Linked DNA regions of Hordeum vulgare: all the other regions are linked to region 2. Evidence: chromatin contacts called from public Hi-C data. All regions are on one chromosome and are shown on one strand. The core of a region is the stretch at or near the end of the contact, and the rest is flanking DNA. Distances in the headings are between cores, read along the strand shown.

Region 1 (3,715 bases), core at 706-3,205, 220 kb before region 2:
CAAATTCTACATTTAGCAAGTTACTAAGATTTAATTTATCAACAAATTTTCACAAGTTCTTATTTAAATTTTAGCCAAATAAATAAATAAATTTGATTAGGCTCATAAGACCGCTCCATACCCAAAGTACCCATCTTCTATTTGGTACCCAGATGTGTTTGAACAGTGCACTAATGGATGTTTTAATACAGTAATTTATTAAGCTAGAATCTTTGTGTCTAATCATGACTTGAGAAAAGCTTGGAATCTAGCCCCCCCCCCCATCAACCTGCATAATAAGGTCAAGTACTTTTTTTTACTGAACTCACTTAGACTGGTCGTAATGAGAGTATCATAGGTAGTTTCATGCATGCCAACTAGGTAATTTTGATGAGGTGATATAGAATCATATCATGATATCGTATCATATTAAATGTTGTGCTACTATGTGTCATGCATGACAATAAATGACCTATTCTATGATACTAACATATGATACTGTATATTACGGATGTAATATCATACACGAGTATCATATGCATGATATTAGTATATGATACTTTCCATTACAACCAGCCTTAGAGCATCTCCAACAGCATTGCTATTCTGACTTGCTAAAAACTGAGTATAGCAAGAGGAAAGAGAAGATTTAGCAACCCCAACAGTTTTTTGCTCCAACAGCATTGCTATAAAATTTAGCAAGCCTCTCAATGTCACGTGGGGATCTGTGCCAGGCCCAGGACAACAGGAATCTTGAGGGCGGTGGGGTCCACTTGTCAATGGAACAAAGGGATGTAGGAGACCACAAAAACTGGGCTGCTAAAAATTATAGCAAGTGCCTCTCCACTTTACAAATATATAAGTGTAGGTGCAAATATAACAAGCTTTGTAAAACAATTTGTGAGAAATCACTTATACAAAGGCTGTTGGAGCAACATTTTTGGACCAAGTTGCTATATTTCCAGTTTTTAATAATCCTAGCCAAATATACAAAGACTGTTAAAGATGCTCATGTGTTCCAAGCAACCATCGCCTACGCCGGCTGCTACCTATGCCTACAAAAGGGGACAATGAACTGACACATTTACAATACCAAAACATCGATGGACAAGTGGGATACCGAGCACCGAGCTGCTCGTCCATCACAACTTCGCACTCATGTTAGAGATGCTATAAAGAAAGGACATGCTCAACACAAACGGAAAAAAGTCTCTCACGCTACTGCTACTGCTACGGCAGGGAACCACTGAATCAGATCTGGCCAAACGGGTCGGGTAAATGGGCCGGCTCGACAGCCCGCGTGCCTGACACGACACGGGTCCGGCCCGGCACGGGCTAATCGTGCTTGGACCCGGCACGGAGCACACCTCGGGTCGTGTTTGGGCCTGGAGGCTGGGCACGCCGGCCGACACGACACGATTCGTTTATTTTTTTATATACATTTTTAGATTTTTTTAATATATATAAAAAATATGATTCAATAGACCTAAAAATAAACCCATAAAGCTAAAAAAATACGGCCCAACGTGTTAATCCGACCAAAACACCGATCCGTTTAATAACCGGGCCGTACCTAGTTCTGTAGTCGCAGCCCACGACACAACACGGCCCGATTACAACGGGCCGTGCCGGCACGTTTGGCCAGGTCTGCACTGAATCAGGGAAGATCCGGTCTCACTGCCTACAGTTGCTGACTTTTCCTCATCAGGGATAAAGAAAGGGCACGCTTAGCACAAGCGGAAGAAAGTCTCCCGCGCTACTGCTACTGCTACGGCCGGGAATCACCGAATCAGGGAAGATCCGGTCTCACTGCCTACAGTTGCATATACTTTATTTATTTATTTCGCCTACAGTTGCATACTTGAGCTCAAGGACACAGGGAAATGAATGCAGTTTGTTGGATCGGATCATGTGAACAGAAGGCGATCGAGACAATTGAAATACTAGAGCACGCGACCCGCGCTAAACACGACGCACACCGACTCTTAATAATGGAGCCACAGCTCGATGAGAGCGAGCGGGATGGGGATGCCCCCTTCCGAAATAGAGTAATGCTCTTTTTTCTTTCTGACATCAAAATAGAGCAATACTCATTGCTCAACAGTACTATTTGGTGCGGAGTAGAGAAGAAATAAAGGTCGTCGGTACTGGCGGCTACGTGCAAGGACGAGCACCAAACAGCTCCGGCCAGCCTCCGCCGGCACCCACGGGCAGCAGCGGCGCGCCATGGACGCTGAGGCCGGAGAGGCGCCCCTCCTCTCCCACCAGCGCAACTCCAACCAGGTAAACCCGCCTTGCCTACCGGAAAAGCCCATTCCCGAAAACGCCTGCCTGCCCGCCCGCTTCTGCTCGCCAACCATTTATTTCTCTGCTCTGGCTCGGCGGCTCTATCAGATAGGGACTGCCTCTTCTTCTACTGCTGCAACTAGCATCTCTCGCCTCGCAAGCAGCAAGAGGTTGAGGATTTGAGATCAGACCCTTCGGACTCATGGCCACGCCTCTACGGGACTCAGATTCCGCTCCGGGTTTGTCGGATAGGGTTGGTGATGGTCAATTTTGGTAGTACATACACTAGTACTCTCATTGTAGACTGTATATAAGTACACGGCGCTCATCCTGCTGGATCTCTCCGCCGCTCGCCTGCTTGTAGCAGCAAGCAGCGCGCGCATTTCGATCTCGGCTCAGTTACATCCGAGTTCCACCTTAGATTTGCGATCCTGCTTGCTACTACCCGTCTGCACTGACGCTTGCTACCGCTCTGCATCCAAATCCCACCTTACGTTTTTTTTCTTCCTTGTTTCAAGTCCACAATCGGGTCACCTTTAACTTGCTTCATCTGTTTCTCCATGCATACAGGTTTCCTCGGCAAATTACAACTGCAAACCCTTCAACTGGAAAGCTCCTGCTATTATCTTGGGTCAGCTCCTCACATTCCTGACCAGTCTCATCGATGCAAACATGCCTACTACAGTACTATGTTTTTTTTTTTCCTTATGTTGAAAACAAATTAACACTGGTTTGCACTGTAGCATTTGAGTTCTTGGAGAGCATTGCATACGCTGGTATTGCCCTCAACTTGGTAGTATATCTTGGGAAGGTCCTTCATGGAACCACTGCTTCAAATGCTGCGAATGTTGATACATGGAACGGCACCACGTTCCTCATGCCCGTCCTCGGAGCATTTCTTGCTGATACATACTGGGGGAAGTACAAGACCGTGGCTATCTCCATAATATTTTATCTTACTGTAAGAACATGCATTATGTAACTTCACTTGCTCTTTTCTATGCTCATTTCCTTGCAGTCATTATGTGTGATTTCTTAACTCCTCAATTTTTCTGTCAACAAATAGGGGTTGCTCATCATTACTGCTTCGGCGATCATTCCATCTTTACAACCTGCCCCGTGTGAAGGAAATTCATGCCCTCCTGCCACAGGGTTTCAGTATTTTGTCTTGTTTGCTTCACTATACCTTGTCTCGATTGGGACCGGAGGGGTTAAATCAGCTTTGCTCCCCCTTGGGGCTGATCAGTATGATGATTCAAACCTTGAACAGAGTAAAAAGAAGCAAGCGTTCTTTAGCTGGTTCTTCATTGCCATTAACCTTGGTGTCTTCATCTCGGGGACCGTTGTTGTATGGATACAGCAAAATGTTGCTTGGTCTCTTGGATTCGGCATCTCATCGGTATGCATCATTATTGCCACAGTTGCCTTCTTGGCAGGAACACCAATCTAC
Region 2 (3,638 bases), core at 514-3,013:
GGATGCAAATTTGGCGCTATTTGGATGACTGGCCACGTAGAACGTGTAAACTTGCATTGAAAAAATAGGTGTTTAATTATCTCATCGTGAGTACAAAAACAACACTTCTTATTCCCTTGTCAGTTGCGTCGTGCGAGGTTGTCTTTTGTTAGCACAACTCCCCTACAAAGAGACCACATAAAGATTTTCACTTTTAGTGGAATCATGGACTTCCAAATTTTCTTGTTATTACTCACTAGTACCTAAGAATGAGTCAGCGCACGATACATAGAGTCAACGGTGAAAGCCCCTGATGTAGTAAGGTTCCAGCGACACATATCCCGGCCTTGTGTTAGGCTAATCGAATCCAGCCGGGATAAAAGATTGTGCCATGACGCAAGTCGGGGGGGGGGGGGGGGGGTGCAATCAAATCTTGTCTGAACGAAATATTCAGCGGGGATGAACTAAGCACCTGTGGAATAGTAGTATTCTTATCGCGAGCAATGTTGTATAAGGCTGGATATTGTTCTTGAAGACTGACATTGCCTAGCCAGATGTTTTTCCAAAAGTGAATATCACACCCGTCCATTATTGCGAAAGACCCAAAGCGAAAGAGATGTTTCTTCGCCGTCATTAGTCCAACCCAAAAGTGCGAGTCGCCAGGTTTCCAAAATGCCTGGGACAACGTCTTTTGGCCTAGATACTTGTTGCGCAGCATGGTTTGCCAAACACCATCCTTAGTAAGAAGTTTGAATAACCATCTACTGAGTAGTGCCTCATTCTTGACCTGCAGGTCATGAATTCCAAGGCCACCTTGGTCTTTCGGTCTACAAACCACGCTTCATTTAGTCAGCCTGTATTTTTTCTTTTTACCGTCTCCTTCAAAAAAAAATCTGGATCTAAAATAGTCCAGTCTTTGTAGGACACCTTTTGAAAGTTGAAAAAAAGAAAGCATATAGAGAACCATATTTATGAGGACAAAGTTAATCAAAACCAACCATCCTCCAACTGATAACAGTTTGTCTTTCCAACTGCTCAACCGTTTATTTAGATGCTCCTCTACATTCTTCCACTCCTCAATGGTGAGGCGTCGATAATGAATCGGTATTCCCAGATAATAGAAGCGCCTATGGAACACGGGAATGGCTCAGCTTGACTATGTTGTACATGGACCTATATTTGAGTCCATATGCTACAGTTGTGAATAAACAGTGGCGCTGCGACTGGACCGTTCTTGTGTACTTTTGGTGCAACCAGCAATACATCTCTCGAGCGGTTCTTGTTGACCATCAGCAACACATTTGCAGACCAAACTTGAATTAATGTGCCTAGATGAGTAGTTGAGGAATTTGTTGGGATTCATGAGAGTCACATGGCGAGGTTGCCCGTCGCCAGCAGTTCCAGGAAACCCAAGTAGCTATAGGCAATTTGCAAGTTGAGCTGGATCGGCAATAGACTACTAGTACCGTGGGTGTGGACGCGGATAGACGCAAGGTTGGGTCATTGGCTGCTGCTACTAGTTTTAGCTCGTCGATCGAGCTAATCCCGCGGCTACTATGTCGCAAGTCGCAGCTCCCTGCCTGCCTAGTGGCTGATGAAGAGTTGACGAGAGGTAGAGCCAAGCGCCCAAGTCATAAACTAGTAGCAGCAAGCAGCTCGTCTGAATCTGGATGCAAGTAGAGCCTTCCACTCTCCTCGCTGTCACTGTAGGTACCAATGTTATGTAGTGACAACTGACAACTGGATGCATTATCAAATGCGCATGCCTGGTCTACTCCGAGCTTAAGTCTGAAGCCAAAGACAGAAATGAGCAACAGCTAATCAGCAGAGATCTTGTGCTAGTACTATACATCACTTTCGCCGCCCACGTCCCATGCACATCAGCCATCGCCAGAGTAGAAGCATTCAAGGACAGGCGGATGGATGGATAGATAAGATAGGTAGATAGATAGATCGGTTGCCGGTTGGGTAGGCCGTAGCTAGCTGGCCGGCCGCTTGAAACGGGGGCTTCCGTGGCGAATCCCGGCTGCCTTGGTGCCTTGGTGTCTTGGGTTGTAAGGGAAGGTGACATGACCCGCCGCCTATTCCTCCACCTTCCGCACCAACAACCGTGAAGGTCCCACAGGAGCGCCCGCACGCCCAAGGCTGCCTCTGACGGGCCAGGTACGCACATCTTTTGGGTTTTCAGTGCAGTGGTGCGCCGTCGCTGGCTGCGGGTTTGGTTGAAGGACGGGGAGGCCACTCGATCTCAGCTCGTTTATCCTCTCCGCTCCGTCCGTGGTATGCTCGTCCGGTTGCTGACCGGGGGCGAGCGGGATGACGCTCTGCCTCGTCCTGTAGCTTGACTTTTATTACCGCGCTCGGCCAAATCCGCCGAGCTCATCAATTCCGGGGGATTTGCGTCCATTCCGTTCTCGCGGTATTTCAATTTCAGTTATTACTGTTTCATTCATTTCATTCCGCTGCCTTGGTCTGTCCGACGTTAGAGCCTTCCATCTTTGCTCCCGGTCGATCAATGCTCGCTGAATCTGGATGCGCCCTGCAGACGATGGCGTCCTCTGCTGGTGATGGTAAGGAGGTGGCCACGCTCGAGTCCGGCCACGCGTCGTCGTCGTCCTCCTCCTCCTCCTCGTCGCCGGCCGCTGCTGCCAAGATGACGGCGGTGGCGAGGAAGCAGCGCCCCTTCACCTGGACAGGCCCTGCCATTGTTCTGGGTAAGTAAGTAAGAAAGACGACGACGACGTTTTCCGTTGATTCATGTGGTTGAACTGACTGACTGTGCTGTGCAGGCTTCGAGTTGCTGGAGAGCATCGCTTTCTCCGGCGTTGCGCTGAACCTGGTCATCTACCTGGGCACCGTGCTCCATGGCGCCACCGCCTTCAACGCCGCCCACGTCGACACCTGGAACGGGACCACCTTCATCGTGCCCGTCATCGGCGCCTTCCTCGCCGACAGCTGCTGGGGCAAGTACAACACCATCGTCGCCTCGCTCCTCTTCTACCTCGCTGTCGGTCTCCTCCTCTTTATTTATATCATCATCGCTTTTGATTCCGTCCGTCAGGCGAAAGCCGTGGTTGAGATCGATGGGGAAATGAAAAATGTCAATCGAATGGATGGATGCAGGGCCTCGTGCTGCTCACCCTGTCCGCGGCGATCTCGCCCTTCCGGCCGTCGTCGTGCGAGGGGCTCTCGTGTCCGCCGGCCTCACGGACCCAGTTCTCCGTCTTCTTCGCTGCGCTGTACCTGACCTCCATCGGCACGGGGGGCGTCAAGTCGGCGCTCCTCCCGTTCGGGGCGGAGCAGTACGACGACAGCAGCCCGGAGGAGAGTCGGAGGAAGCAGTCCTTCTTCACCTGGTTCTTCGGCGCCATCAACCTCGGAATCTTCGTCGCCGGGACGCTCGTGTCGTGGCTGCAGCAGAACGTGTCCTGGGCGCTCGGCTTCGGCGTCTCCGCGCTCTGCCTGCTCCTGGCGGCCGCGGGCTTCCTGGCCGGCACGCCCTGGTACAGGGTGCAGCTCCCCGCCGGTAGCCCGCTCAGGGACATCCTCAGGGTGGTGGTGGCGTCCGTGAAGAAGAGGAAGGCCAGGCTGCCCGCAGCCGCGGATCGCGGTGACCTTGACCTTCACGAGGTGGCGGAAGACGACGACCTGCAGAAGCT
Region 3 (4,143 bases), core at 345-2,844, 140 kb after region 2:
TCAGCTGCTAAGACCAATAAATACACTTTGGCTTCCCTTGTGTCGAATTAATAAGTCAAGGTGTAATACTACCCGCAAGGACTGTCGTGACCCCCTATACTCGTGGGTTATGAGGGTGGGAATGACCTGCAATGGTGCGTAAGCACGGTCAGATGTGGCAATCGCTAACAAGAAACAATATTTGAGAGCAATTCAGCCAATTGGTTATGGCGACAACGATGATGTTTCACCTCGATTTCGGCTAAGTCAACGGTCAGTGAAGAGCTCAAACTCTAGCAGAAGAGCGGCGAGGGCCGAGGGAGGCCAAGAGCTAGTGGCTGGGGCGGTAGACAGTTGCTTGGAGGTACGCCAGCCAAGCGGCAAAGGTGCGTGGCGAGGCGTGAGAGGAGCCATAAATTTTACTCCGCGCGCTCGCGATTGAGAATATTCAAGCACCGCATAGGAGACACAGTAAAACATATATTCCACTATTCGGCTTAGGGGGTCAGCTAGGTATAGGTTAGATTTTACTTCTGTGTAGCTTTTTAGTGGATCGGCTAGAGTTTCTCAAACCCAACCTAATAATATCTCTAGCAGATCCGGCAGTCGGTCGTCTCGCAAAACTCATTTACGTTATCCTAAAAACGATTTTTGCAAGAGGCATAGCCAGAATAGATCCGTAACTGACACCGCATATTTAAATTTGTTATTCACCCTTTAAACATAGATCACGGAGTTCAAACATAGCACAAGCGAGTTCATCATACTACACACCATAATACAAACGAAATTAAACAATTCTACTAATAAACGGAAAGCACAATAGCAAACCGCATCTACTCGTAGTCGTCATCCCGTCTTTGCTCTCGTCGCTCTCGCGTGGCGGGGGCTCGTTGCCATGGAGGGTGTGGTACATGAGGGTGTCGGCGAGGGTCTGTGCAAGATGGAACTCCTCCAAGAGCCCCGGGGCGCGTGCGGTCGCTACTTGATCTCTTGCGACGACAGCGGTCTTTGCCTCCCATCAAGCCTTCTTCACGTCTCGGTGTCGGTTGAGCGCCGGATCAAAGATCCGCCCGAGGCGACGGGAGTTCTCCCACGTCAACGCTCCGCGTCGCGACGGTGCACCTGCTCCTTGTGTCATTCCGGCACCAAAGGGCAGAGGGAAGAGCTTCCAACCTCATCGTCGTTGCGCCGCTTGAGGCAGTCAAACCCCCGCGCGCGTCGAAAAACCCGTGGCCGCCACAACCGGCACCCACTTACACCACCTCCGACAGCTTCCGATGGTTAAACACGGCACAAATCGACATTAGAGATCTAAGAATTTCTCGTTGGAGGAGATGTTTCGCGACAGAGCTTGATGTAGGAAACGAGACGCGAACCCTAAATCAGCCCGGATCCGGCATATATACCAGAATCATGGGCAATTTACAGGTCAGGCCTTTTTTGACGGATCTGCTCGGGCCGTATTTTTGGATCATCACATAAAATGACCGAAAAAACGCACCTGATTGAAGTTATATGGGATGTTCCAGAGATGCTGTGACCTAACTGCAACCCGCTCACATGGTCGTTGGGGCCCATGTAAAAGTAGACGGCCCAGATCACCCCTTGGGAATCCGGTACCACCCCCCAACACCAGTGAGCTCAGCATCTCCACCTCCTCGTCCTCCTCACCCCCCTCGTCTCCGGCTCCGACTTCGGCCAGAGGAAGGAAGGCAGGCAAGGGCGGGGACGATCGAGCCTTCCCCGAACCCCGCGCGCATCCCATAACCTTCCACTAGCCGTTCCATTCTCATCCTCTTCGGCGGCCGACCAGCCGGCCAGATTCTCCTGATCCAGGGTTATGGGTCAGGCCTTCCGCAAGCTCTTCGATGCCTTCTTCGGCAACAAGGAGATGCGGGTGCGCCCTCTTTTCTTCTCTGTTCTCCTAATTAGTTTGTTGGGCGGATGGATCGATCGACCGACTTGTATCGTCGTACGGGCATGTAGTATTGCAGTAAGATGTATCCGTTCCCTGATCCACTCCTCCTTTGATTTAGTTTCGTATGATTCGATATGATTTGATTTTTTCATCCTGAATACATACAACTGAGGAGCTAGCAGATTTTACATATCAAAACCATGTGATGGTGCTCGCTTTACTTACTAGCTGCTTTTTTGCCATCTTAGTTGCTTCTTGTATATCATCCATGTATCATCAGAGATACTCAGAGGGCACGAAGATCCAAGTTGATTCGTTGTGCTCCTTATATTCTAATGGAACGGCCTGTTGCCTTATGCTAGGTGGTGATGCTTGGGTTGGATGCAGCCGGTAAAACCACCATACTCTACAAGCTACACATTGGCGAAGTACTCTCCACCGTTCCCACTATTGGTACAACATACGTGCCTGCCTATCTCTAACTTATTAACTAATGTTTGGGTTCATGAACTGTACTTTCATCCAGCTCAACGCGACGGCCCTTAAACTACTTTGCTAATAAATCCGTTCGTGTGACGCTCTGTTTTGTGTTGCAGGCTTCAATGTTGAGAAGGTTCAGTACAAGAATGTAGTGTTCACTGTGTGGGACGTGGGTGGCCAGGAGAAATTGAGGCCCTTGTGGAGGCACTACTTCAACAACACAGATGCTCTGGTCATTACTCTTATTCCATATGCTTGCATGTTGTTTCGTTGTATTTTATGTAGCAATTCAGCATAGGAACATATGATTACAAAAGCTATGAAAATACTCCTCTGGTTAGTTGTTTCATTCTTTATTTGCTTCTCTTTTGTGCCCGTCTAATTTATGAACAAGTTCAGTAGTAGTCACCAGGAAAGATGGTCAATTAACTTATCTATGGATATTAAGTATTGAGCTCATTCCACTTTGCGTATGTTAGTGCTCTTAACTGCTGAACCACCAAAAACAGAAATGGTAGAATTGTTAACCAAACAGGGTAAGTGTCTGGATGTTGGTACACATCTCCCTACCTAGCCCAGGACCTTCATCTTCATGCATCATGCTAGAATTCACTTTTGGTTTATTGATGAGGCATTGTGATTTGTTGTATGACACTGTTTTCTTGATATATAAGCTTTCGCCGTTGCTTTTGTTAACTTGCAGATCTATGTGGTCGATTCCCTCGACAGGGATAGAATTGGAAGAGCCAGGGCTGAATTTCAGGTTTATGGCATTTCTTATCGAGAACCGTTCCTGTTTCTGTGGTAATATCTTTTGTGATATGTGTTCTAACTTACTGTAATCTGATATCTCTTGCAGGCCATAATCAATGACCCGTTTATGCTCAACAGTGTATTATTGGTGTTTGCTAACAAGCAAGACATGGTATGCTTGTCATGGTTTCTTTTGTACCGCGTGTATAGTGTACTTATTCAAGATGGTGTGGTTTGTGTAGAATACTACTACATTATAATTCTCTACCTTTAATACACTTCGTTCGGACCTGCTTCCTGTGTGCATATCTAAAGAGTTTGCAGATTGTAGGGGATTTACATTGTTTACATATATGGACATGCTGCATTTATGTGTGGCTGAAGTAGCTTTGCTGATATTTTCAGTTTCATTATGACAAGAGTTTATTTTGGCATAGATAACGTGGTTTATTTCACTGTTTGTATGCTTAAACATATAGTGTATGTATGTCTTGTGGATGCAGAGGGGAGCAATGACTCCGATGGAAGTATGCGAGGGTCTTGGTCTGTACGACCTGAACAATCGTATCTGGCATATCCAAGGTACCTGTGCTCTTAAAGGCGATGGCCTGTATGAAGGCTTGGACTGGCTAGCGACGACCCTGGATGAAATGCGAGCTACAGGGCGGTTAGCTTCGACATCGGCGTAAAGAGTAACAGGGAAGGACCGTCTGTGTTTCTTGGCCCCTCATTTTTCCTTTTTGTGTCTGCCCTGTGGCCGCTTTTTGATGTGTTCGACAGATTTGTTGTAGTATGAATGATTCACAAGAGGAGATGCGTTTTCTGAAGAGGGGGTCATCCTCTTAGTTGGAGGCGCATATATATTCTGTTCTACTCTAGGATTGTGGGATGTAAATACTGATGTTTCTACTGATGGCATGACACGCTTAATATTTGTGGTTTAGTCTGAAGAAATCACAGTATTTACTCTACTTTCTTCATTTGTTGGGAATGACTAGCTAGAATGCCAA

Evidence for each region. A called contact is a pair of places that touch in the nucleus more often than the background predicts.
Region 1: a Hi-C map of seedling shows a contact between it and region 2, with 4 times the contacts expected there. The contact joins the promoter of LOC123437019 here to the promoter of LOC123437045 in region 2. A contact is called at or near these places in 1 of 6 Hi-C or Micro-C datasets (seedling) and 1 of 1 datasets of contacts at active chromatin or transcription factors (embryo).
Region 3: a contact with region 2 is called in a Hi-C map of seedling, with 4 times the contacts expected there. The contact joins the promoter of LOC123437081 here to the promoter of LOC123437045 in region 2. A contact is called at or near these places in 1 of 6 Hi-C or Micro-C datasets (seedling) and 1 of 1 datasets of contacts at active chromatin or transcription factors (embryo).

Annotation. Positions count from the first base shown.
Region 1 is chr1H:359,984,711-359,988,425 of MorexV3_pseudomolecules_assembly, forward strand. It overlaps LOC123437019 (protein NRT1/ PTR FAMILY 8.3-like), which reads left to right and starts at 1,956. Exons shown (of 6, transcript XM_045115677.1): 1 at 1,956-2,027; 2 at 2,104-2,262; 3 at 2,836-2,896; 4 at 3,009-3,226; 5 at 3,332-3,715. The coding sequence starts at 1,971.
Region 2 is chr1H:360,207,604-360,211,241 of MorexV3_pseudomolecules_assembly, forward strand. It overlaps LOC123437045 (protein NRT1/ PTR FAMILY 8.5-like), which reads left to right and starts at 1,764. Exons shown (of 4, transcript XM_045115682.1): 1 at 1,764-2,142; 2 at 2,525-2,693; 3 at 2,769-2,986; 4 at 3,103-3,638. The coding sequence starts at 2,528.
Region 3 is chr1H:360,343,910-360,348,052 of MorexV3_pseudomolecules_assembly, forward strand. LOC123437081 (ADP-ribosylation factor-like) reads left to right here and starts at 1,595. Exons shown (of 6, transcript XM_045115683.1): 1 at 1,595-1,879; 2 at 2,263-2,353; 3 at 2,497-2,612; 4 at 3,084-3,143; 5 at 3,240-3,305; 6 at 3,637-4,104. The coding sequence starts at 1,823. The coding sequence ends at 3,822.